Regions from separate parts of the Sus scrofa genome. Here region 2 is linked to region 1. Evidence: chromatin contacts called from public Hi-C data. All regions are on one chromosome and are shown on one strand. Each heading gives the region's core, a stretch centred on a gene start, on an enhancer-like site or on the middle of the called end of the contact. The rest is flanking DNA. Distances are from core to core; before and after follow the strand shown. Region 1 holds the start of GRK4 (G protein-coupled receptor kinase 4). Region 2 holds the start of HTT (huntingtin).

Evidence for each region. A called contact is a pair of places that touch in the nucleus more often than the background predicts.
Region 2: a contact with region 1 is called in a Hi-C map of liver, with 2.5 times the contacts expected there. The contact joins the promoter of HTT here to the promoter of GRK4 in region 1. A contact is called at or near these places in 2 of 5 promoter capture datasets (liver and skeletal muscle), 7 of 47 Hi-C or Micro-C datasets (embryonic fibroblasts, fibroblasts, heart right ventricle and 3 more) and 2 of 2 datasets of contacts at active chromatin or transcription factors (alveolar macrophages and skeletal muscle).

The regions. Positions count from the first base shown.
Region 1 is chr8:1,734,192-1,741,358 of Sscrofa11.1, reverse strand. GRK4 (G protein-coupled receptor kinase 4) reads right to left here and starts at 3,399. Exons shown (of 12, transcript XM_021100943.1): 1 at 2,776-3,399. The coding sequence starts at 2,827. It overlaps NOP14 (nucleolar protein 14), which reads left to right and starts at 3,388. Exons shown (of 18, transcript XM_005666511.3): 1 at 3,388-3,726; 2 at 5,884-6,018; 3 at 6,490-6,631. The coding sequence starts at 3,532.
Region 2 is chr8:1,808,083-1,815,247 of Sscrofa11.1, reverse strand. HTT (huntingtin) reads right to left here and starts at 5,463. Exons shown (of 67, transcript NM_213964.1): 1 at 5,101-5,463. The coding sequence starts at 5,336.

The DNA.
Region 1 (7,167 bases), core at 2,150-4,649:
CTAGCTGGATTCGTTTCCGCTGCGCCACAACGGGAACGCCCCATCTTTCTGGTATTCCGAATTCTACTTCTCTAAACAGTGACCACACTGGCATCCTAACTCCCGCTCGCTCGCTCTCTGCTGTGCCTGAGGCCCGCAAGTCCCTGGCCCGGGGACTGAACCCACAGCACAGCACGTCAATGCCAGATCCTGGACCCGCCGAGCCACCAGGGAGCGCCAACAGCTCTTTCAACACTGCCTGGGGACAGGCCCCATGAGTCTCGACACCATAATACTGTAGGGAACGAAAAGGAAAGCTAACTCTTGGGAGACTATCACCGCCGTCCTAGGCTCTAGGCAGAAAGCCGTGCTTCCATTTTCATCAGCGTTTCTAGGCCACTTATCCTCACCTCGCTGTCTAAGCTCTACAGCGTTATAAGGAAGCCTGCTTGGTACACTATTCCCTGGTGGTACATTATACCCACATACGAAGGCAGAGGGGAAAGAAAGCCGTTTTAGCCTCAGTCGGAGGACGCTTCCCGTCTCTGACCAACGCGGAGTTCAGAGTGAGCGGCGCCAGCCCCAGTCAAGTGCTGCCGGAGCCACACGCTCTGAGGACTCCCCGCCGCCGCAGCTCTTCTACTCATGATAATTCAGGTTGGCACACGGACAGTGAGGTCTCTCTTCCAACTCTTTTTTTCTTCGGGCCGCACCCGTGGCATATGGAGGTTCCCAGGCCAGGGGTCTAATCGGAGCTACAGCTGCCGGCCTCCACCACAGCCACAGCCACGCCCGATCCGAGCTGAGTCTGCGACCTACACCACACCTGGGGTCCCCGAGCAGGCCTGAGCCAACTTCTGCTTTTACACTGAAGTCTTGCTAACTTGTTCAATCAAACCATAAGTTGGGCTAAAACCCTCTCTTCACACCATAAAGTCTCAGTTTACAGCAACGCTGGATCCCTAACCCGCTAAGCGAGGCCAGGGATCGAACTCGCATCCTCACGGATCCTAGTCAGTTTTGTTAACTGCTGAGCCACAGCAGGAACTCCTACAACTCTCAATATAAAAAGCACGCTACAAAATTCAAGTTCACTACTTCTAGAGTTCCCTGGTGGCACAGTGAGTTAAAGATCTGGCTTTATCACTGTAGCGGCTTGGGTCACTGCTGTTGCGCTCTTGGATTGCTGTCTGGAAAAAAAAAAAATTAAAAATAAATAATATGGGGGAAAAAACTGTAACTGCAATGTATACATCTAAGGATGACCTGACCCCCTTGCTGTACAGTGTGAAAATAATAAAAAATAAAAAATAATAATAATAATAATAAAAGCTCACTACTTCTTAACTCAAAGTCCTTCCATTTAAACCCCAAACTTAGTAGCTAATTCTATCACTCCCTGTTACTTCAAGAATTTCTGCTTCACATTGCTGTGGCTATGGCATAGGCTGGCAGCTACAGCTTCAATTCGATCCCTATCCTGGGAATCTCCAAATGCAGCGGGTGCGGCTCTAAAAAGCAAAACAAACAAACAAACAAAAAACCTGAGTTCCTGTTATGGCGCTGCGGTTAGTGAACCCAACTAGCATCCATGAGGACACGGGTTTGACTCAGTAGATGAAGGATTGCCATGAGCTGTGGTGTAGATCACAGACGAGGCTCAGATCCCACGATGCTGTGGCTCTGTTGTAGACTGGTGGCTACAGCTCCAATTGGACCCCTAGCCTGGGAACCTCCATATGCCGCCAGTGCAGCCCTAAAAAGACAAAAAAAAAAAAAAAGAAAAGAAAAAAGAATTTCTGATTCGGAATCTCCAGGGTGTTGAGAGAAAGGCACTTAGGACAAAATGGGAAAGGGGGGGTACTTAAAAAAAAACAACCCAAGTCTGAAACATCTGTGTGCCAGGTTCATTTCTCACACAGCACAGTATTCACTACCCCAATCACAAGATGAACTTACTGACGCTTTTCAACAGCATCCCCAAGTCCCCTGGAGCACCTCTTTGCACTCTGCACCCAGGACGGAAGCCCTGGGAGATGGAGCAGAAAACGCTCCTTCAAATTGTCTTAACTATGCAGCCTTCTGCAGGTACTTTCTGTTCTCTGACTCTGACTGCGCAAGAGGGAAGGGACGGAAGAACCACGGGCAGACGCTGCTGCCTGCTCTCCCATCTCTCCAGAGGCAGGAGAGAAGACACCTGGTCCTCGACAGAGATTCTACTCCTGGAGTCTCGAGCAGGGCGGAGCCAACTGCTGTTTTCACACTTAAGTCTTACTGACTTGTTCACTCAACACGTTAGTGGGGCTAAAATCCACTCTTGTCACCGTCAAGTCTGAGACACCTTCTCACACCTAAAGGCCAAGAAGCTATGTCAAAATTAACAGGCTAAACACCCTTGGAAGGGCCTCGCCAGGGTAGATTACAGGATTCTCCTCTTGTCCTTTAGATCCCACCAAGACATGGTTCTCTTCTGCTGGCTTCACTCGCTGGCCTGGCTTCCTCCCTCTCAGGTCAGTAGGACACGGGTCGCCTGGTGCTGAAGCAACGCTGCGACCCTGCGACTTCAGACGGACCAGAGCAGAGCGCGGGCTACCTTCACTTGGGTCAGGCGGTGCTGAAAGGGGACCAAGCAGCTTAAGCCTTAGGGGGGCCCAAACTGACCCCTCGCCAGCCGACCGCGCCCGAGAGCGAGGCTGCGCGGACCGGCTCGGGATTCTGCGGAAGATCTGGGTCCCGCAGCAGGGTCCCCCGGGGATCGGGGTTCCAGGGCTGGTTGGGGCGCCGCTGTGCACCCACCTTGGCGCGCTTTCAGTAGCAGCGAGTTGGCCAAGATGTTCTCGAGCTCCATGGACGACCGCCGCCGCCGCCGCCGCCGCCGCCTCCGCCGCCTCTGCAGCCGCCGCGACCGGGGTTTGCGGACTCGAGGGGGCGGCGGCGGCGCGTCCTCCGCGCATGGTTCGCCGGGCGCCGGGCCGGGTGCCACACTGGGCTGCAGCCCCTCCACCGCCCGCTTCTGCCGCCGCCGCCGCTGCCACGGCCACCAGCCGCGCCGCCGCTGCTTCGGACGTTCCCGGCGCCGGCCTCCCGCCCGACCCTCGGGGTCCGGGGCGTGGGCGGGCCGGGGGGCTCTGACAGCCCGGCCGCCGCGGGTTCCCGCGGTCACTGCCGCCGCGCGGTGGCCCAGGCTGGCGGCCCCATGGCCCGGGAGGGGCTCTCCGGCAGGGGCGCCGCCGCCGCCGCCGCCTCCTGGCACAGCGCCGACTCCCGCCAACGGCTCCCCGGGAGAGGGAGCCCGAGCGCTCTCCCGCTGGCGTGCGGAGGCGGGCCGGCGCCGCGAGGGCCGCGACCGCTCCCAGGAGGCCGCGCGCGGCGAAGGCTGCTGGGAATTGTAGTCGCTCCGCCGCGGGCGAGTAGGCGGGGCCTGGGCGAGACGGAGTTTCTCCCGGCGTTCCCCTTCGCACGGGCTCAGTTCTCGCGAGAACCGGAGGGCCGCCCCGGGCTGCGGAGGTGCACGTGTCTTCTGAGTGGTTCTGAAGTCCGGCGAGTGTCGCGATGGGGAAGGCCAGGTCCGCCGGGGCGCGCGGGAAGGCCCTCGGGGCCCCGGCGGGCGCGCGGAGCGGCCGAGCGAGACCCAACCCCAACCCATTCGAGGTGAAAGTCAACCGGCAGAAGTTCCAGGTCCTGGGCAGGAAAACGCGCCACGATGTGGGGATGCCCGGGGTGTCCCGCGCGCGAGCGCTCCAGAAGGTAAACGGGGGGGTGGGAGCGCGCCCCCCGGGCCCGCGGCCCTACCCTTGAACCTCCGCGGCACGGCGCAGACTCGCGAGCCCTACCGCGGGGTGTGTGCCGCGCGGTGGCCCGGAGGCGTGGGAACCTTTCTGCGCCTGTTTCCTCGTCTGTAAATTGAGATGATGGGAGGACCCGCGTCCCGGGGCTGCGGTGAGGGAGGGCAGTTGTCACTTAGAGTCCTCGGACCAGCGCTTGGCACAGTTGGACGTCGTGTGTCGTGTATGCCCCGTGTCATGCCTCTGGCTTTGGGTGGGCTGGAATGACAGTCCTTGGAAATTTATTGTCCCTCCTTGGAGACCCAGCACACGTGTGTTTCCTTGTGGCTCCTTTGCAGGCGCCTCGGGCAGTTAGTCACTTCTCTGCTGCCGTGTCCCCTGTGCGGATCTCTTTCAGCCTGTTCTCCTGGAGACTCTGAACGCTGCTGGGTTAGGGATCCTGGGCCTTTTCTGCACAGAATGGGGGCTGCATAGGGGTGCTCCTGGATGTTTGAGGAAGAGTGCATCTCTCCTTTGCAGCACACAACCCTGTCCCTTGCAGGGTAGCTGAAATGCTACCCTCCTGGATGCTGAGTGCTTTCACGTTTTCTGTGCTGTGGTCTCAGAGCATTCTGTGCTTTAGGGTTCAGTTCAGGTGGCATTCTCCATGCAGCTTCTGAGACACGCTCCTTGGTTGGCGGAACAACATTGGGAGTTCCGCTGTGGCTCCGCAGGTTGTGAACTGGACTAGTATCCAGGAGGATCCCTGGCTTTGCTCAGTGGCTTAACCATTTGGCATTGCCACAGGCTGTGGTGTAGGTCACAGATAAGGCTTGTCTCTAGCATTGCTGTGACTGCGGTGTGGGCTGGCAGCTGCATCTCTGATTCAACCCCTGGCCTGGGAACTTCCATCTGCCACAGGTGCCGCCCTAAAAAGCAAAACAATGTTTATTATTACTCTGAGGAAGAGGTATCAGTAGGCTAATGAATTAGTAGGCAGAAGCACAGAGGACAAGTAGCTTTCCTAGGGTGGCACGACTGGTAAGGGCTGGGGCTTGCACTGGGTTTAAACCTCTCTGAAGCCTTTATGCGCCACTGGGCACTTGTGTTTCAGCTCTGTTCTAGCAGGTGGAGGGGAAAAGGTAAAGAAGCCGTCGGCCCCAGCTTCAGGGGCTCAGAGTCTGTATTCTCACACGGCTTGGGGTCCAGATGATCTTTGAATTAAATCAGGTGTCATCTTTTGCAAGGAGCGGGCAATAGAGGTAGACGAGACAAGCTTAGAGCTGACTCGAGTGTGTCCCCTGTCACACGCCCCAAGGCAGGCGTGGGGGTGGCAATAGCATGGACTCCACAGTGGACTCGTCTGTCTTCATTACTGAAGCCTCATTGCCCTCGTTTCTGCTTAGCTGCCTGAGGTGGGAACTACCTGTATCTCCCTTTACAGGTACTATAGGTGTTCCCCAGAGTCCTTGCTGGGAAGCGATGGGGCTGTCCTCGTGCTTGACTACAGCTCCTGGATGTCATGTGCTTGTCTGTGAATGACCCAGAAGGTGCAAGGGTTGGTTAGGGTTACAGACGAACTCAGCAGTAGACAAACATGACAGTGTGGAATCTGCGAGTAGCAGAGACTGTGCGTAGAAGTAATTGCACATATGTAGCAAAGAGAAAGGCAGCGCCACTACATTCTTTGCAAGGGATAGCGACGTCATAGTTGCCATAAACGGCTTGCTGCTCTGCTCCGTGTTCTGTGTTTGCCCTTCTCTCAGCTATAGTCTCAGGCCTCTGGTTTCTTCACAGGGTGGAGTGACCACTGAGTGCTCCATCGTTTCTTTTTTGTTTGTTTGTTTCATTGTAGCCTTTGGTGTTAGGCATGGAAGTACAAGGAAGTAGGAACACAGCATGAGAGTTCCCTGGGTCCCAGGCCTAGTCCCCTTTGCCTCGTTGAGTGGCAGGGACCCACTTTCCCCTCGTTAATTGAGATCAGGCTTTCCAGCCAACGCATCGGCTTTTTTGGACTGTTTGTTTCGGTGGCATCTTCCAGGTCCTTAGACCCATCATCGTGTCTCCTTGAAGCATCCCCTTGATGCTCAGAGTTCGTCGCTGGGGCCAGTGAGAGATTATTCTGTGATCTGTTTTTCAGCGCACCCAGACGTTACTAAAGGAATACAAAGAAAGGGATAAGTCCAATGTATTTACAGATAAACGCTTTGGGGAATATGACAGCAACTTAAGTCCTGAGGAGAAGATGCTGAAGAGGTTTGCCCTGGAGCAGCAGGTACGGAAACGACCGAAGGATCTTTTGCAGTAGAAGTTTTTACACAGAAGTCACGCACGGAGAAGGCTGCCTCCCGTTGTTCACCTCTGGTTTTGTGGGCATGGGCCTCGAATGCTGTGCCTTGTCTGGCAAGGCCAAAGGGAGGCAGCTTTGTGCAAATACCAGTTGGGTGGCTAAATAGCTTAACCAGAGTGTATGGCACTGATGCGTCCTGGAGGTTTGGACTGAAGTGCCTTCAGCCAGGGCGAGTGGACTATGGAGCTTTCCTGGTGGGCAGGGCTGCGTGATTTCCCAGTGCCTCCGTGAGCCCGTCGATTGATTTACCTTCTGTGGGTTCTGTTTATATCCAAATTGTTGCTCAAATGACCCAGAATAATCTTCATTGTCAATTGCACAGACATGGGAAAAGCATTGTTTTTTGATGTTTAAATGGATGTGGAAATTTGAGGGTTTTTTCCTCTATTCTGTTAGCGACAACACGAGAAAAAAAGCATCTACAACCTAAATGAAGATGAAGAATTAACTCATTACGGCCAGTCTCTGGCAGACATAGAAAAGCATAATGACATTGTGGACAGTGACAGCGACGCCGAGGACCGCGGAGTGCTGTCAGGTGAGGGCTGGGAACGGGGGCCCGTCTGCTCACTGCTCAGGGTTCTTCTTGCCCTGCTCAGAGACCTAGAAGCGCGGATTCGCTCTTGATGAGGGTGTGTGGGTTGATAGGCAGAGACTGGCTAGGCTGAGAAAGCTCCTTGGTATCCCTTCCTTTTTTCTCTCTCTTTTTCTTTCTTGGCTGTACTTGCAGCACATGGAAGTTCCCCGGCCTGAGATCGAATCCAAGCGCAGCTGCAGCCTGGGCCACAGCTGTAGCCTGTGCCACAGCTGTGGCAGTCTGGATCCTTAACCCACTGCCCTCAGCCAGGGATTGAAACCACGCTGCCAGAGACAACACTGGATCCTTAACCTGATGAGTGAGGCCAGGGATCGAACCTGCATCTTCACGGACAGACACTGTGTTGGGCTCTTAACCCAGTGAGCCACAACAGGACCTCCTCTCCTTTGATTTGTGTTAGGAGCTTATCAAAATCCAGGCAACTTATAAAGGAAAAGCCTTTTACATTTGAAAGTAAATACATTTACTATAACTTT
Region 2 (7,165 bases), core at 4,214-6,713, 72 kb before region 1:
CCCGACTAGTATCCATGAGGATGTGGGTTCAATCCTTGGCCCCGCTCCGTGGGTCAGGGATCCGGCATTGCTGTAAGCTGTGGTGTAGGTCACAGAGGCAGCTTGGATCCCGCATTGCTGTGGATGTGCTGTAGGCCAGCAGCTGTAGCTCCAAATCAGCCCCTAGTCTGGGAACTTCTACATGCCTTACATGCGGCCCTAAAAAAGAAAAAAGGCAAAATCAAAATGGATCAAAGCCCTAAAATGAGAGCTAAAATTAGAAAATTCTTAGAAGAAAACTTAGAGAATTCTGTGACCTTGAATTAGGCAACAATTTCTTAGAGGTACCACCTAAAGCACAGCAACCAAAGACAAAATAAAAAACAATACTTCATCCAAATTAAAACCTTTTGTCCTTCAAAAGACAGTATCAGAAAGTGAAGAAACAAACCACAAAACAGGAGGACCATTTTACAAACCATGCATCTGATTAAGGGTCGAGTACCCAGAATATGAGAAAGAACTGTTACAGTTCAACAATAAAAAGACAAATAACTGAACTAAAAAAATTGGAAAGAATGAGAACAAGGGCTTAAAAGTCAGTTGCAAGAAAGCGGCTGGGTCCCTGTGTTGCACTTCCTCAGACAGACTTATTTTCATCTCACAATAAATCCTTACCTGTTTAATTACTGCAGATGAATTTTCTGCTATTTGCAGCTGAATGTCATCCTAACTGCTAACACCAACTATGGCTAAATCAGGTCACGCTTAGCAGACAGCGATGACCAAGTTCTGTCGGTTCTACCTTCACAATGCTTCACTTCCCAGCTTGCCACCGCCAACATCTCACAGAACCCACGTCACCTCTCAGCTGATGATGCCCAGAGCTTCCTAACTGGTTTCTTGCGTTGCCCACACTTCCCCTCACTCAGGTCTCAGCCGTATTCATTTTAAAATGGAACTAGGAGTTCCCGTTGTGATGCAGTGGTTAACGAATCCGACTAGGAACGATGAGGTTGCAGGTTTGATCCCTGGCCTTGCTCAGTGGGTTAACGATCCGGCGTTGCCGTGAGCCGTGGTATAGGTCACAGACGCGGCTCGGATCCTGCGTTGCTCTGGCTCTGGCGTAGGCCAGTGGCTACAGCTCCAATTTGACCCCTAGCCTGGGAACCTCCATATGCCGTGGGAGTAGCCCAAGAAATGGCAAAAAGACACAAAAAAAATACATAAATAAAAAATAAAATAAAATGGAACCAAAATCCTCCCCTCCTTGGACCAATCCCTCCACTGACTTCCCACCTCGCTTAGAATAAAGGCCAGTGTCCACCCACCTTGGAGGAAGCGCCTACTGATCGGGTGCTGCACTCTCTCCAGCCCTCTGACCTCATCGCCTACGAAGTCTCCCTCTCATTAATTCAATGGGCCAAACCTTCCTCCTCCCACTCCTCAAGCAGGGGGGTCTGGACCTGTCCCCCATCCTGGAATGCCCCTCTGCCAAACACCTTCATGGCCATCCCCGCCTCTCCTCTGGTGTTACCACCCCCAGGGTCCTCTCCGGGACACCTGTCTACCTAAAACGTCAATACCTTAGTAACGCTGACATCTGCTGGCCCCTCGCCCTGCTTTGCTGTTTCTCCTTCATTGATCACTGCCCAGCACACTGCACATTTTACTTAGGTATCCTGTTTACGGTCTGTGTCCCTCACTAAAGCTAAGCTTCATGAGGACAGGGCTTTATCTGCTCACTGCTGTAGCCCTGCAGCTATGTGGACAGTGGCTGGCACAAACCTTTACTGATGAATCAACAATGAAAGTCGGGGGAAAACCAGGTGGGAATCTGAAGGAGAGTGAGAAGGTGTCAACTGCCACATGACTGCAGTTAGGACCAACCCAAGCTCCAGCACTCCCCTGCACACCGGCCTTGCTGAGACTGGCCAGTACCACCCGGAACCCCTGCATCCTATACGCTGAGCTGAGAGCAGGCACTCAGAGTCTTCAACTGAAACCCACGCATGGCTGGTGCCACTACAGTTCCACAGAGAGCAAGAGCCGTAAAAATAGAACAGTTACTTTCTAACTGCTTTTGGCCAATCTTATTTTGGGGAGTGGATTTTTTTCAACTGAAGCATCTGAACAGAAATGCCAAGATCCAAATCTGTAAGCAGGGAGTTCATTACTCAAAATTAATGAATACTTGCTTTCCCAAAAAGCACATAAAAATATATTCATGCATTTTATTTAAAATAACCATAATTAAGCCCACTGCAGTTGGTTTCAGAGTGTGCTAAGAACCTTTCAAAGTTAATATTCTGAAATACTTTTGTTTTTAAAACATTTTATTTTATTTTATTTTCTGTCTTTTTGCCTTTTCTAGGGCCGCACCCACGGCATATGGAGGTTCCCAGGCTAGGGGTCGAATCGGAGCTGTAGCTGCCAGCCTACACCACAGCCACAGCAACGCGAGATCTGAGCTGCGTCTGTGACCTACACCACAGCTCACAGCAACACCGGATCATCAACTCACTGAGCAAGGCCAGGGATCGAACCCACAACCTCATGGTTTCTAGTCAGATTCGGTAACCACTGAGCCATGATGGGAACTCCTAAAACATTTTAAATCTATCTTCATGTACATTGGTGGGATACACCAGGGGAAAGGGTAACAGCGCTTGCCTCTGGGAATGGAGTTAGGTACCTGGGAGAAAAGAATGGGAGCTACTTTACTTACTTTTTGCAATTTTGGAATTTGTATCAAGTGACTGTGTTATTCATGCAAAAAAAAATCAGGTTCCGTTTAAAATAAGTCAATCATACATTTCCTTACAATAAAACAGTGAAACAAAATCTACTTCATCAAGCTAGCTTAAGAAGGAAGTTCCCATCGTGGCGCAGCAGCAGAAAGTTGCTGTGGTGGCGCATCGGAAATGAATCCGACTAGGAACCATAAGGTTGCGGGCCTTGCTCAGTGGGTTAAGGATCTAGAGTTGCCATGAGCTGTGGTATAGTTCCCAGAGGTGGCTCGGATCCTGCATTGCTGTGGTTTAGGCTCCCAGCTGTAGCTCTGATTGGACCCCTAGCGTGGGAACTTCCATGTGCTGCAGGTGCAGCCCCAAAAAGCAAAATAAATAAAAAATTTTTAAAATTTAGGCATTCCTGTCGTGGCTCAGTGGTTAATGAATTCAATGAGGAACCATGAGGTTTCGGGTTCGATCCCTGGCCTCATTCAGTGGGTTAAGGATCTGGTGTTGCTGTGGCTGTGGTTGTAGGTCGGCGGCAACAGCTCTGATTAGACCCCTAGCCTGAGAACCTCCATATGCTGCAGGAGCGGCCCTAGAAAAGACAAAAAGACAAATAATAATAATTATAAATTTTAAAACAATTTTTTATTTTAAAAATTTAAAAAAGGAAACCTCTTTACACCCGTATTTTGAAGAAGATAAGCAAATTCAGGTTCTGTCAAATCAGCATAAGAAGCAGAAGGCATATTTTTAGGCTGACCAAGTGATTGCACGAGCAGACAGGGACAGCAGTAGAACCTCCTCCCTACACAGAGCCCCACTAGTGCTTCCCCTGTTTATACAAGGTCCCAACCACGTGTTAACTTCATGACATCCACCTGCAGGAGATGCACTACCATGAAAGTCTGCGATGGGTTATGGTTATAAATTACTTGCTGCAGAGGTAAAGCAAACTGTTAAAAAATATTTTTTTCCCCTCTGAGTATTCAAAAGACCTTTTCTAGAAGAAAAAAATTATTTCTAAATTTTATTCTAACAGATAAGCCAAAATCACTCCTCGACTCTCATTTTCTAACGAAATCTCTGACACAGCAAGGATCCTATCAGAAACATAAAGAAGAAAAGAAGAAAACATTGCTAAGAGTGCATCAGCCTTAACAGAGTGAGCGCCTTAAAGGGGCTGCTTCTTGAAAGCCGTCCTCATGAAATGCCTTCCGTCCACCTTCGGCTCAGACACGAAGTGGCCCGAGGTGAAAGGCTGGCCTGCCGCGGAGCACGCCCCGGCCTCGGCTGAACCACTGGGCACACGGGACTCCAGGGGAAGGGCTTGGGTGCTCTCAGAAGGTGCTCTATGAAATGAAATGTTCGTTTTGGGGTTTTTTTTGCTATTTCTCTGGCCGCTCCCGCAGCATATGGAGGTTCCCAGGCTAGGGGTTCAATCGGAGCTGTAGCCACCGGCCTACACCAGAGCCACAGCAACGCGGGATCCGAACCGCGTCTGCAACCTACACCACAGCTCACGGCAACGCTGGATCGTTAACCCACTGAGCAAGGGCAGGCACCGAACCCGCAACCTCATGGTTCCTAGTCGGGTTCGTTAACCACTGCGCCACGACGGGAGCTCCTGAAATGTTCTTTTTCTGTCTCAAAAATTCTCCCTGGCACAAGCAAGAGACCCCTACTTCCCAACAGCACCGGATGTCAGCGACAGGCGACGCCTGCGGGGTCCCCGGACAGCCACGTTCCCGCACCGCATTCGCCCCCGGCAGTGAACCTCTCCCTCAGCAACACGTCCTTCTCGTTCCCACTGCACACAGGCACTGCACACAGTCAACTCGACCCAATACTCCAGGCAAATTTTAGTTTCTCCCTCGTGACTCATCACCACCTAAACAGCGCACCACGAACTTGGCCACCACAACCCGCTCAAGAGCCTGCAGACCAACGGGAGCGCAGACAAGCTCGGCTCTGGCCGACGCCGAACGCGCTGCGGCTCCGCCCGCGACCCCGCACTCGGGGGGATGCCCGGCGGCAGCGGGAACAGGCTGCTCCAGGGCCTCGGAAAGGACTCGCCATTGGGCCGCGCGCGCCGCCGCCCCCGCCCCGAGGCATGACGTCACCGCTCCCCCGCGGCGCTCCGGCTCGGGTCCCGCTCCTCGCGGCCGGCGGGGCAGGGACCGGAGCCGGCCTCGCTCCGCCAAGCGCTGCTCCCAACACGGCCCCGGCTCCGTCCCTAACCTCGCGGCCGGGACGCCCCGGTGCCTCCGGGGGGGGCCGGCGAGGCTCCGCGCCCTGCGGGGGGCCGAGACCCACGCAGGGCCGGGGAGGGGCTCGGGGTCGCCCCGTCGCCGCGGGCCGGGGTCTGCAGGGGGCCCGCACTCACGGTCGGTGCAGCGGCTCCTCGGCCACTGCCGGGCCGGGCGGCGGCGGCGGCGGGGGCGGGGGCGGCGGCGGCTGAGGCGGCGGCTGCGTCTGCGGTGGCGGCTGAGGAGGCTGAGGCGGCGGTGGCGGCGGCTGCTGTTGCTGCTGCTGCTGCTGCTGCTGCTGCTGCTGCTGCTGCTGCTGCTGGAAGGACTTGAGAGACTCGAAAGCTTTCATCAGCTTTTCCAGGGTCGCCATGGCGGCCTCTCGCCCCGCGGGGACAGCCCCCGAAGCCCTCGGGCCGCCTCGGGGCTCCGCTCAGCAGCGCGGCAATGAATGGGACTCGGGGCCGCAGGCGGGAGCGGAACCGAGGCGCCCGGCCATCTTGGGTCCGTCCCGGCAGCCCCCGCGGCCCTGCGTCCCCCGACGCTCCGCCGGCGGGGCGGGGCCGGACCGGCGGGATTGACAACCAAAGACGGCGGCCTCCGCCAATGACCGGACGAGGCTCCGGCCCGCCCCCCGTGCCCACCGCCTGGCTTCCTAGAGCCCCTGGGAGAGGGGGCGGGGCGCGACGGGGAGGGCGTGAGCGTCACGGCACGTCCGGGAAGGAGCCCCGCCCCCGGGAGGGAGCCCCGCCCGCGGGAAGGATTCTGGGGGATGGCCGGGAGGGTCAGCCCTGGGTGTGGAGCGGGGACCCCCGCGGGGCCGCTTGCCCATCCAGCGGCCGTGGAGGAGGGAAGGTCCTTGGGACAGCCCTGCAGAGGAGGAAGGGGGAAGTGGAGCTAGAAGACCCTCCGGGCGGGAGGCCAGGTGTGACCCCTCGGAGAGGAGCTGGGCCCTGGAAGGAGAGTCAGTAGCCCAAGGGGGAGCTGAAGGCTTCGGGGTAAAAAAAACCTGCCTGGTCAAGGCCCTGCTCCCCAGAGAGGCTGTGGCTGGTGCAGCGAGAAGCCGCTTTGACCCCGGAGATGCCCCCACAGGAGACTGCCCAGCCCACGGCTGTCCACTCCCAGGGCGGAGGCCGACCGGTGTGCAAAGGTCCGGTCTAGGGCTCCAGAGCCTCATCACCTGGAGGGGAGACAGTGGGCAAGCCAGGGGCAGCACGGAGCACACGGCCTCAGGAAAGCCCTCTGGGGCAAGCAGTAGGAAGCCTCCAGAAGTCTTCACCTGATTTCAGAGCCTGTTGTCCCAAAGCAGTCAGGTGAACAGAAACCCAGCATCCCCACAGGAAGCGTTGTCCCCAAGGGGACAGCAATGGGGGCCTCCCTTCAAGGGAAGGATCTCAGAGAAACGTGCTGCCAGCCTTGAGGTCCCTGTTCCCTGGTGTTAATAAAGGCCCTTGTTCACTGGCGAGGCTGCATGCCAGCCTTCATGCAGCACAGGCCACAGTGGCTGAACTCCAGGCTGTCAGGTACTGTGATTGGCAGACTTCTCAGATGGCCCAGTGACCCCCTCCTGCTGCTCACTGCCTTGAAGAAAGAGCCCCCTCCCTTGAGTGTGGGCTGTCACTGGTGGTTCGCTTGCGATTAAGTAAAATTTATATTTTAGGGTGGGGCCCAAAAATGGAAACATAAAGTTCTCTGTCATTTGGCCTCCTCCATCGCCCCCTCACGTGGAGGGTGTGTCTGCCTTACCCCGGGGCTGAAGATGGGCACGCCCGCTCGACTGTCACACTGGCATTCTCTCCCAGCTCTCCAGGGATCGTAATGACTCACTGCTCTCCTGGTACCTGTTTACCTGGGCTTTGTATCTTTGGTGACCTCTATGCAGAAGGTCTGGGTGGCATCGTGATGTGTGATCCTTAGTCTCAGAAATGTGCATGATCATGCCTTGGACTCCTCACAGGTGGATCAGCCCTCCGAGCTTCCGAGAGTCTGTCTCCTGGGTCGTCATCCTCAGCTTGGCTTGAATGAAATGCTCTTTTTTCTTCTTGATTGTTAACTGAATTTTCGCTGACTCCTCTAACACTATCGTAGGCAAAGCCGGAGCTCCTGGGATTACATGACAAGAGATGGGGCCTCTGACTTGCTGTCCATCTCCTAGGTGTGCACAGGTTCTTTAAGCCGGCTGCCCTGTTGGAGAGGCCAACA